Regions from separate parts of the Hordeum vulgare genome. Here region 2 is linked to region 1. Evidence: chromatin contacts called from public Hi-C data. All regions are on one chromosome and are shown on one strand. Each heading gives the region's core, a stretch centred on a gene start, on an enhancer-like site or on the middle of the called end of the contact. The rest is flanking DNA. Distances are from core to core; before and after follow the strand shown. Region 1 has its middle 9.3 kb from the start of LOC123447382. Region 2 holds the start of LOC123447385 (outer envelope protein 64, chloroplastic).

Evidence for each region. A called contact is a pair of places that touch in the nucleus more often than the background predicts.
Region 2: a Hi-C map of leaf shows a contact between it and region 1, with 4 times the contacts expected there. The contact joins the promoter of LOC123447385 here to the enhancer-like site in region 1. A contact is called at or near these places in 3 of 6 Hi-C or Micro-C datasets (leaf and seedling).

What each region holds. Positions count from the first base shown.
Region 1 is chr4H:14,923,286-14,927,280 of MorexV3_pseudomolecules_assembly, reverse strand. It overlaps the pseudogene LOC123447384. Among protein-coding and RNA genes, the nearest start is that of LOC123447382, 9.3 kb to the right of the region's middle. Within about 2 kb of position 2,265, at least 2 of the 3 cell types and tissues checked have open chromatin away from gene starts, as enhancers often do. A contact at or near this core is called in leaf, where this site is marked.
Region 2 is chr4H:15,064,431-15,068,425 of MorexV3_pseudomolecules_assembly, reverse strand. It overlaps LOC123447385 (outer envelope protein 64, chloroplastic), which reads right to left and starts at 2,053. Exons shown (of 13, transcript XM_045123982.1): 1 at 1,666-2,053. The coding sequence starts at 1,871.

The DNA of each region.
Region 1 (3,995 bases), core at 1,016-3,515:
TGGCCTCAAACACTAATCATGAAAATAAACAACTTCACGAGCACGCTATTGAACTATTGGTGCAAGTAAAAGAATAGAGGTAATCAGTGTTCGAGAAACAATCATTTGAACCTCTCTCATGGGTAGTAGTGTAGTACAGGAGAGTCTGGATTTGTACGAAGAGATAATACTTCGATTAGACACCCATCCATTTATAGTACTACGTCCTTCTTTTCGGGACCATTTGTACATCATGCTTGATGGTATAACTTTCATTACTCCGGCCGTAATGTCTAGAGTAGTACCTGATCGATGGCTATTCATTGCACCACCACCACATGCATTGAAATGAACGTGCTTTCCAAATCAACGCATAGTTCTAATTTTGCCTGACCTGTTCTTTCGGGGTCAAGTGTCGAGTCATACTACCTCATGATGAGTCACCTTTCTCATGACGGCCATTTCCATCGTGTGATTGATTTCAGTAATATCATTGCAACACAAGTTCTTTATATGAAACAGAAATAATTTACTACACATGGTGATAGCTACACATGGCATCAATTTTTATCTCTAATTAATTTGATAAATTATTTTGAAATATAAAAAATAACTCTATAGCAATAACGTGGTTTTGGACTATCCAGGCAAGCAAACATGCAATTATGCCAAAAAGGCAAGGAAAAAAGACAGAAAGACGTGAGAAACGCCCTTTCTACATAACAAAAAACACCTGTGTCAAAAACGTAAAAAAAAGAAGACAAATAAAAGTAAGAAAAGGTCATTCATATATAACAAAAATGCACTTGTGCCAATGTCATTGAAACCCAACACCTCGTATATCAAAAAAGACACTCATACCAAAGGATGTGTAGCTACCACTACGCATAAGAAATCACTTCTCTTCTATGAAATTGCATGACCATGTCTTTGCTTAGACGAGGGGGGTGGGGGGGGGGCGAGTTACACTGGGCCATATGTCGGTTTTTGGAACAGTCCCAAACCTTAAGAAACTTTTCTTATATGGCGGCCCAGGGTGAGCCATAGGCGGCTTGCCTTGGGCTGGAGCTAAGGGAAAACCTTATTTGACGCTCTTTGCGTTAAATAGGTGGGCAAACGCACAGAAGCTAGCAACGGATTTGGGCCAGCCCATTAGCAATCCCTGTTTTGGGAACCTTAGGTTTTCAACCGGTTTTTTCTGTTTTGGGAACTTTCTAGAAAATTTACTGAACTGGTTTTTCATTTTTTATTTTTTTTTCTTTATTCTTTTTTTATTTTTCTATTTAAAAATGTTTTGGAATTTGAAAAAATGTTCCGGAATTTTAAAAAATGTTTCTAAATTTGAAAAAATGTTCCGTATTCTCAAAAGATGTTCTGTAATTTGAAAAAATGTTCCAAAATTGAAACAATGTTCCGGAATTTGAAAAAATGTTTCGGATATTCATAAAATGTTCTGGAATTTGAAAAAATGTTCCACGTATGGAAAAAAGTTTTGGAATTTGAGAAAGTGTTCCAGAATTTGAAAAAATGTTCTGCAATTTGAAAATTGTTCCGGATTTAAAAAAAAAATCCGAAATTTGAATTTTTTTTCCGGATTTTCAAAAAATGTTCCGATTTGCAACAATGTTTCGAAATTTTAAGTTTGTTCCGTAATTTTGAAAATATGTTGCGGAATTTTAAAAATTGTTCTGGAATTTTTATCAAAATATTTCAGTTTTTTCATAAAAAAGTTCCATAATTTGAAAAACAAAATCTGTATTTTGAAAAAATATTCTGGAATTTTAAAAGATGTTCCTGATTTTGAAAAAATGTGCAAAATTTTATAATTTTGTTCACAATTTGAAATTTAGTCATGTTTCGATTTTTTTATAATTGAAAAAATGGTTTATGGTTTCAAATTTTGTTCACAGTTTGTAAACTGTTCAGGGTTTCAAAATAATTTTCCAGATTCGAAAAATGTTCACGGTTTCATAATTTTGTTCGTGAATTTGAAATTTGTTCATATTTCAAAATTTGTTAAAAAATAAAACATGTTTGCTATTTCAAAAAATGTTCTGAATTTTCAAATATTATTCTTCAAATACTAAAAATGTTTTGCTTCAAATTAGAAAAGAAAAAGGAAAAAAACAAAATAGAAAAATATTAAGCAGAAAAGAAATGAAGGAACAAAAAAAAAGAAAAAACATCTAGGCCGGCCCAGTCGGTCGACCCCCTCTGCGTCCGCTTGGCAGTTGGCCACAACGAGCGGCGCATAGGAGGTCGAGAAATAGCCCTCATCGTCGATTCCCTTGGTGTCCTTAAATTCTTCATTTGCTTGAAATTGGCGTTGGGCCTATTTGGCCTGTTGGCCGCTCGGACTAGGTCAATTGAGTAATTGCCACTCGAATTCTCGCGATTTCGAAAAACAACACTGCAAATTTCAAAAATACCATTCTAAGTGATATCCTATATACCTTAATAATTTATCCCCACTACCTCTATTATCTAAACATGCACACGTGACATTTCATTAAAGGCCCACAACAACATTCATGTGAAAAAGTCTTCTATTATTAATTGATCTCACCACACATACCACCTCATCAAAGGTCCATTCAACATGCATGAGTTTTTTTATTACATTATGTCACTCGTATTCAATATATAATATGTTTTTCTAAGATTTAGTTCATATATTATTAATTCAACTATTCATTTTCAAACAATAAAATCACTTGAAATAGATTCCCGCAACAATGCGCGGAGTATGCTCTAGTTTTTTAAAGTCTGCATTGGTGTTTTTTAAAGTTTGCAAAATTTACAGTGACATTCTCAAAGTTTGAAACCCTGAATTTGAGTGGCGTTTATCCAATTTTAACCCCTAACTCTAAGCAGCTGCTATTTTTTTTTAAAGCGCCGCCCCTCTCTTCCCTCGCTCGTCTCTCTCCCGCCCACCTCTCCCCTGTCCCGGCGCCTCTCACTCTGCCCCAAAATCGCCGCCGCTGCACCCCCGCGCCGCCCGACCTCCGCCACCTCCCCGCGCCATCGCGCACCGGCGCGAATCCCCCTCGCTCTCTTATCTCTTTCCCCGCCGGCGCCCTGCCTTCTCGTCCCCGCACACGCCTCGGCGCCTAACCCTAGCCGCCTCGGGAGAGAGAAAGAAAGAGACATAGAGCGCAAAAATCGGCGGCGGCAGTGCCGGCGACGATGAGGATCGAGGATGTACAGTCTACGTCGAAGAAGCAGCGCATCGCCACCCACACCCACATCAAGGGCCTCGGACTCGACGTACATACTTCTCCATCTCCCCTGCTTCTCCGCTCCTCACGCGGGGGGAGGTTTTCCTAGGAATTTTAGTTTAGGAGTGTTTCCAGTAATTACCCCGAATTTTCGTTCTCGGGACTTTCGTTTGCTTCTCTTCGCAGGCCAATGGGACGGCGATAGGGATGTCGGCGGGATTCGTGGGGCAGGCGGAGGCCAGAGAGGCGTGTGGGCTCGTGGTCGACATGATCCGCCAGAAGAAGATGGCTGGGCGCGCACTGCTCCTTGCCGGCCCACCTGCCACTGGCAAGACCGCGCTCGCGCTCGGCATCTCCCAGGAGCTGGACAGCAAGGTCTGTGCTTCTAATTCATCCTTTCACTCACAAATTGCTATATACTCGTAGTGCTACTGTCACATGTTGTGCTGCAATGTACAACTTGTTTCCCAGGCTGGAGTGTCTGCATTGTACTACATTTGGGCTAGTCAGTCCAAATTTGGAGGCTAGGTTGTTACTGCCTTACTGGTCAGTCCTTATCGTTTAGTCTCTTTAAAGAAAAAGGTCAAACTTACTGCTCGTGGGCAGCAGCTGTATGATGAGCAGGTAGCTCTGCATTTTCAAGGTCTCATCTAGTTCCAGTCAGACAGGCACCCAATTTTATTCAGTGAGAGCTATGGCCATTGGAGCATTCACACCTTCTCATTTTGTTGTAGCTGGGATGTTGCTAGAGTTTTTGGATGTTATTTCATCTACTTAACTAAATTGCTGTTCAGTTAC
Region 2 (3,995 bases), core at 804-3,303, 140 kb before region 1:
GCAATTATGCGGATTTTACTTTAGAGATATATAATTGTGGTTGATTTTTGCCCACAAATAGGGCCAATAACTACTTCAGGCAAAGGAGTCAGCGGACCATAAAGAGTAGAATATGAAAAGCTAGGACCATTTTAAACAGAACAAAGAAGGTCAGCATTTTAGGCTTTGAGTTGGTCCAGGTGAGAAAATGTTCTGAAAACTATGAAACTATGGTGTTATCAACATAATCAATCCATATGTTTGTTGAAGAACTTAATAATTAAGTCTCCGTTCATTTTATCAAACAGGGCACAAGCATGTGTGCCGCAATGATTTCACAACAGCATCACCAAACTGAATTTTAAGTTTTAAAACACAAGTCATGAGTCACCCCACAAGCCCTCACCATTGGGAAACAAAACCACGCACAGTTACAGCCTTAGATTTTAAAAACGAAAACGCCTTTAGTTGATTAAGGAAGTTCAAGAAAATTGTTTAGAATCTGGAAATCTGTTGATGTTCAAGTATCACCAATGTCAGAAAACAGAAATGTCGCTTCAAATGTCACTTCATGGTAGAGTCATTGACATGCCAGTAAACAAATTCAAAGCAAAATGTGATTTAAAGACTAAGAACAAATACCAAACCATCTCCACTAGTTCTTTTTTTTCCTGAGTAGCACCCCAAATTTGTTTGAGGATTTAAATCTGGCAGATAAGAAATTACGAGTATCTAACAGGGTGTTAAGTATGTTTCTACAAGAGGCTGCTTATGGAAAAGAGAGAGTGGAAGGTCAGGATGCAACTGAGCATGTTAGCATCAACAGATGACTGCCGCAAGTCCCAATGCTTGCCACATTAGCAACTCTTCAACGGATAACGGGGAAGATTGTTTCAACAATCACCAACGAGCACATAAACCAATATGTTCGGTGGAGGAAACTGAAGGGGTGAAGTTCACCCCCTACCAAAAATGTGCTTCTGAAACCAGCAGTAGATGCCTAAATTAGTCTGTCCTATAAATAGTTTGTGATCTTCCCTCAACCTCAATCTTAACTCCCAAAATTCGCTCTAGCAACTCATAATTGGCATGGCAAACCTAACAAGATAAATTTCATGAAGAAAAGGTACTATGACTCATTATTATTATGTCAGATATTGTATTGTCTATGGATTCTAGCGCCTTGTAGTATAATAAACCACACCACGAGCCAGGATGCATGCTGAAACTACTGAGCTGCCTAGTTCTAGCGTAGTAGATTGTTGGGTAACTGTGATAGATAATACCATAACTGTTGTATCTAATACTACCAACATTCATGTGCTCTTGCAGGGCACTGTTTTCCTTTTTGGCGTCGGCCATTAAAAAGTTGGAAAGTCATCCACGAAGCTGTCCCATGCGAGGCAGAGGCATTAGAGTCATTCAAACGGCAAAGAAACAATTCAGCACATACAATGCATCAATGGTTCCATGCTGAGCAAATCCCATCACCACGACCGACTGGTAACCAGCAGCACAAATCCAATCCCCGTAAACAACAATACCGAATTAACGCTGGCGTGGCGCGATCGAATCATCACCCAAGCTATGCTAAACAAGTCGCCCCCTGCCTAACCCAATCCGGGCTAGAACCTGTCGCCGGCCAAACACGAAGGGGGGAGGGAGGGAGGGGGGGCGAGAGCTTACGCGTCGGCGATGGCGAAGCAGAGGTCGGTGAGGGGGTGGCGTGCCTGGGGCGGCGGGGGCTGGGGAGGCGGCAGGAGCTCGAGGCGCGACACGAAGGCGCCGTGGTCCGGGCGGGCCGGCCGCTTGAGCCGCTTCGCCGCCAGGAGGACGCCGGCGATGCCGAGGCCCAGCAGCACCCAGAGGTTGGCGGCCGTCGAGGACGCCATGCGCCTGTGTAGCGGGCCGTACGCTCCGAGCGGGCGGGGGAGAATTCGAGGGCTAGGGTTTTTAGGGGGCGGGGGCGGGGGCGGGGGTTTTGAGGCGAGGGCGGTGGGGAGGAGGAAGACGGCGAGAGGCCCGGAAGGAGAAGGCGGCTGCGTGGTGGATGGATAACAAGCGCCGTGGGGGTCCCGTGGGCGCTGTTGGCTTCGCGGAGGAGCTATATACCACGGGCGACACCAAAGCTGAAATTCCTTCCAACAGAGGAACATCTCTTGTCTACCGAAAGGAAAACCTAGGTGATGGGAGTTTTCCGGTGAATTTTGAAAACCTGGTTTGCTTGCTTTTTCGCTTGAATTTCAAAGGGAACATTTTAGTTTCTTCATAAGCCTTTTTTACGGGAAGAACTTTTGATCTATTCATCGGCACCGGAGGTAGCGTAACTTACCATCTAGCAGCGACTACAATTATTGAAAAATCACGCACTCTAAGACCTCTTTCAACGCAAATGTGCTTAGATGAGGTGCTACGTGTATTCAATGTCTTAGATGAGTTGTGCCTATTTGGCAGACTTAGCACTCGTACTCCCTTCGTTTTTGTCTACTCTGCATATTAGAGTTGACTACAGTCAAATTAAATAAAGTTTGACTAAGTTTATAAAAAAAAATACTTACCGTAACAAATTCATATAATGTGAAAGTAAATTCAATAATGTATCTAATGGTATTGATTTGTTATTGTATATGTTAATATATGTGTCTATAAACTTTGTCAATGTTTATAAAGCTTGACTTTGACCAAAGCTAATGCGTCGAGTAAGTAAAAACGAAGAGAGTACATGATGAAGCATTGGGAGAAGCCTAAATGGTTCTAATCCGATAAAGTAAATACACTTTATCTTTTAAAAGCACTTGTATTGCTCATTTGTGTTGAAGTCAAAACTCTGTGAGCCATTTGATGGCAAATTATGGCAAGGGCGCAAGGCTCAAGGTCACATTGCCATTTGGTTAGGGTTAGCACCCGCTAAGGCCATCACACTTTGCCAAACTAAATGTAACCTTGCTATGTACTCTAAAAATATGTAACCTTTCTAACTGGGCAATACAAGTATTTTTTGGAAAAAAAGTATATGGGATGCCTTTACAATGCAAGAAGTAGCGGAGCTAGAGATGTGTTTGGTTGCCTCCACTAGGCCCAACCAGGCCCGCGCGGAATGAATATGGGCTGTTTGGTAGCATGCATTCACTGTTTGACCCGCATAGCACGAACCTCAAAGCACCTCTCAGCCAGGCCCGCTGGGAACGGTCGAATCGGCTGTTTTTTGCGAGCTAGGCTTGAGCGATGCAGGGGAGGGGAACGCCACACCGGCCACACAGGGGAGGGTGATGGCGAGAGCGATGGCGCATCTTCGAAAAAGCAGCGCGACGAATTTGAGTCACCGCCCGCCGATTCGGTCACCCTATATATCGAGGGTGACCGCGGCGGCAAAACTCCCTCCACCATTTCCCCCCTCTCGAGCTTTCCTCCGACGCGGATCCGTTTCCATGATGAGGTAAGCGGTGCAACAACTCCGACGACCGGTGACTGCGGCGGTGGGTCCTCCTCCTCCTCTCCAACGTGCCAGGCGCCTCCTCCCCGGTCGTTCCGATGGCATGTGTAAGTTCAATCATCACCTCCTCTCTTTACTAGTTCTAGCTAGATCTTTCCATATGGTAGGGTTAGGCCGTCTGATCTGTTTGACTGTGATGTTCTAGCAGCTAGTTGTGATGGATTTGGAGCATGCTGGGGGTTGTTTCCATGTGGGCAAGTGTTGGTAGCTAGTAGTCATGGATGTTTTGCTGGTAGCGTGCAAGTGTTGGACAAGATCATGACGCTTACATTTGTAGGATATGACCACACAAATGCAAGAGATTAGTCAGGCCCTCGTGCTGCCCGAGAGCCAATTTTCGTCATCCTGTGTCGAGGACTCCCGGCCTCCTATGGAACAAATGCCTCTTGATTCAGAGGTTTTCGAGGTGCCGCCTACGGTTCGTTCATTTGTGCTAGTTGAGCCCAATGTTGTTGCTCACTTATGACCCACAAGTGTAGGGGGTCTATCGTAGTCCTTTCGATAAGTAAGAGTGTCGAACCCA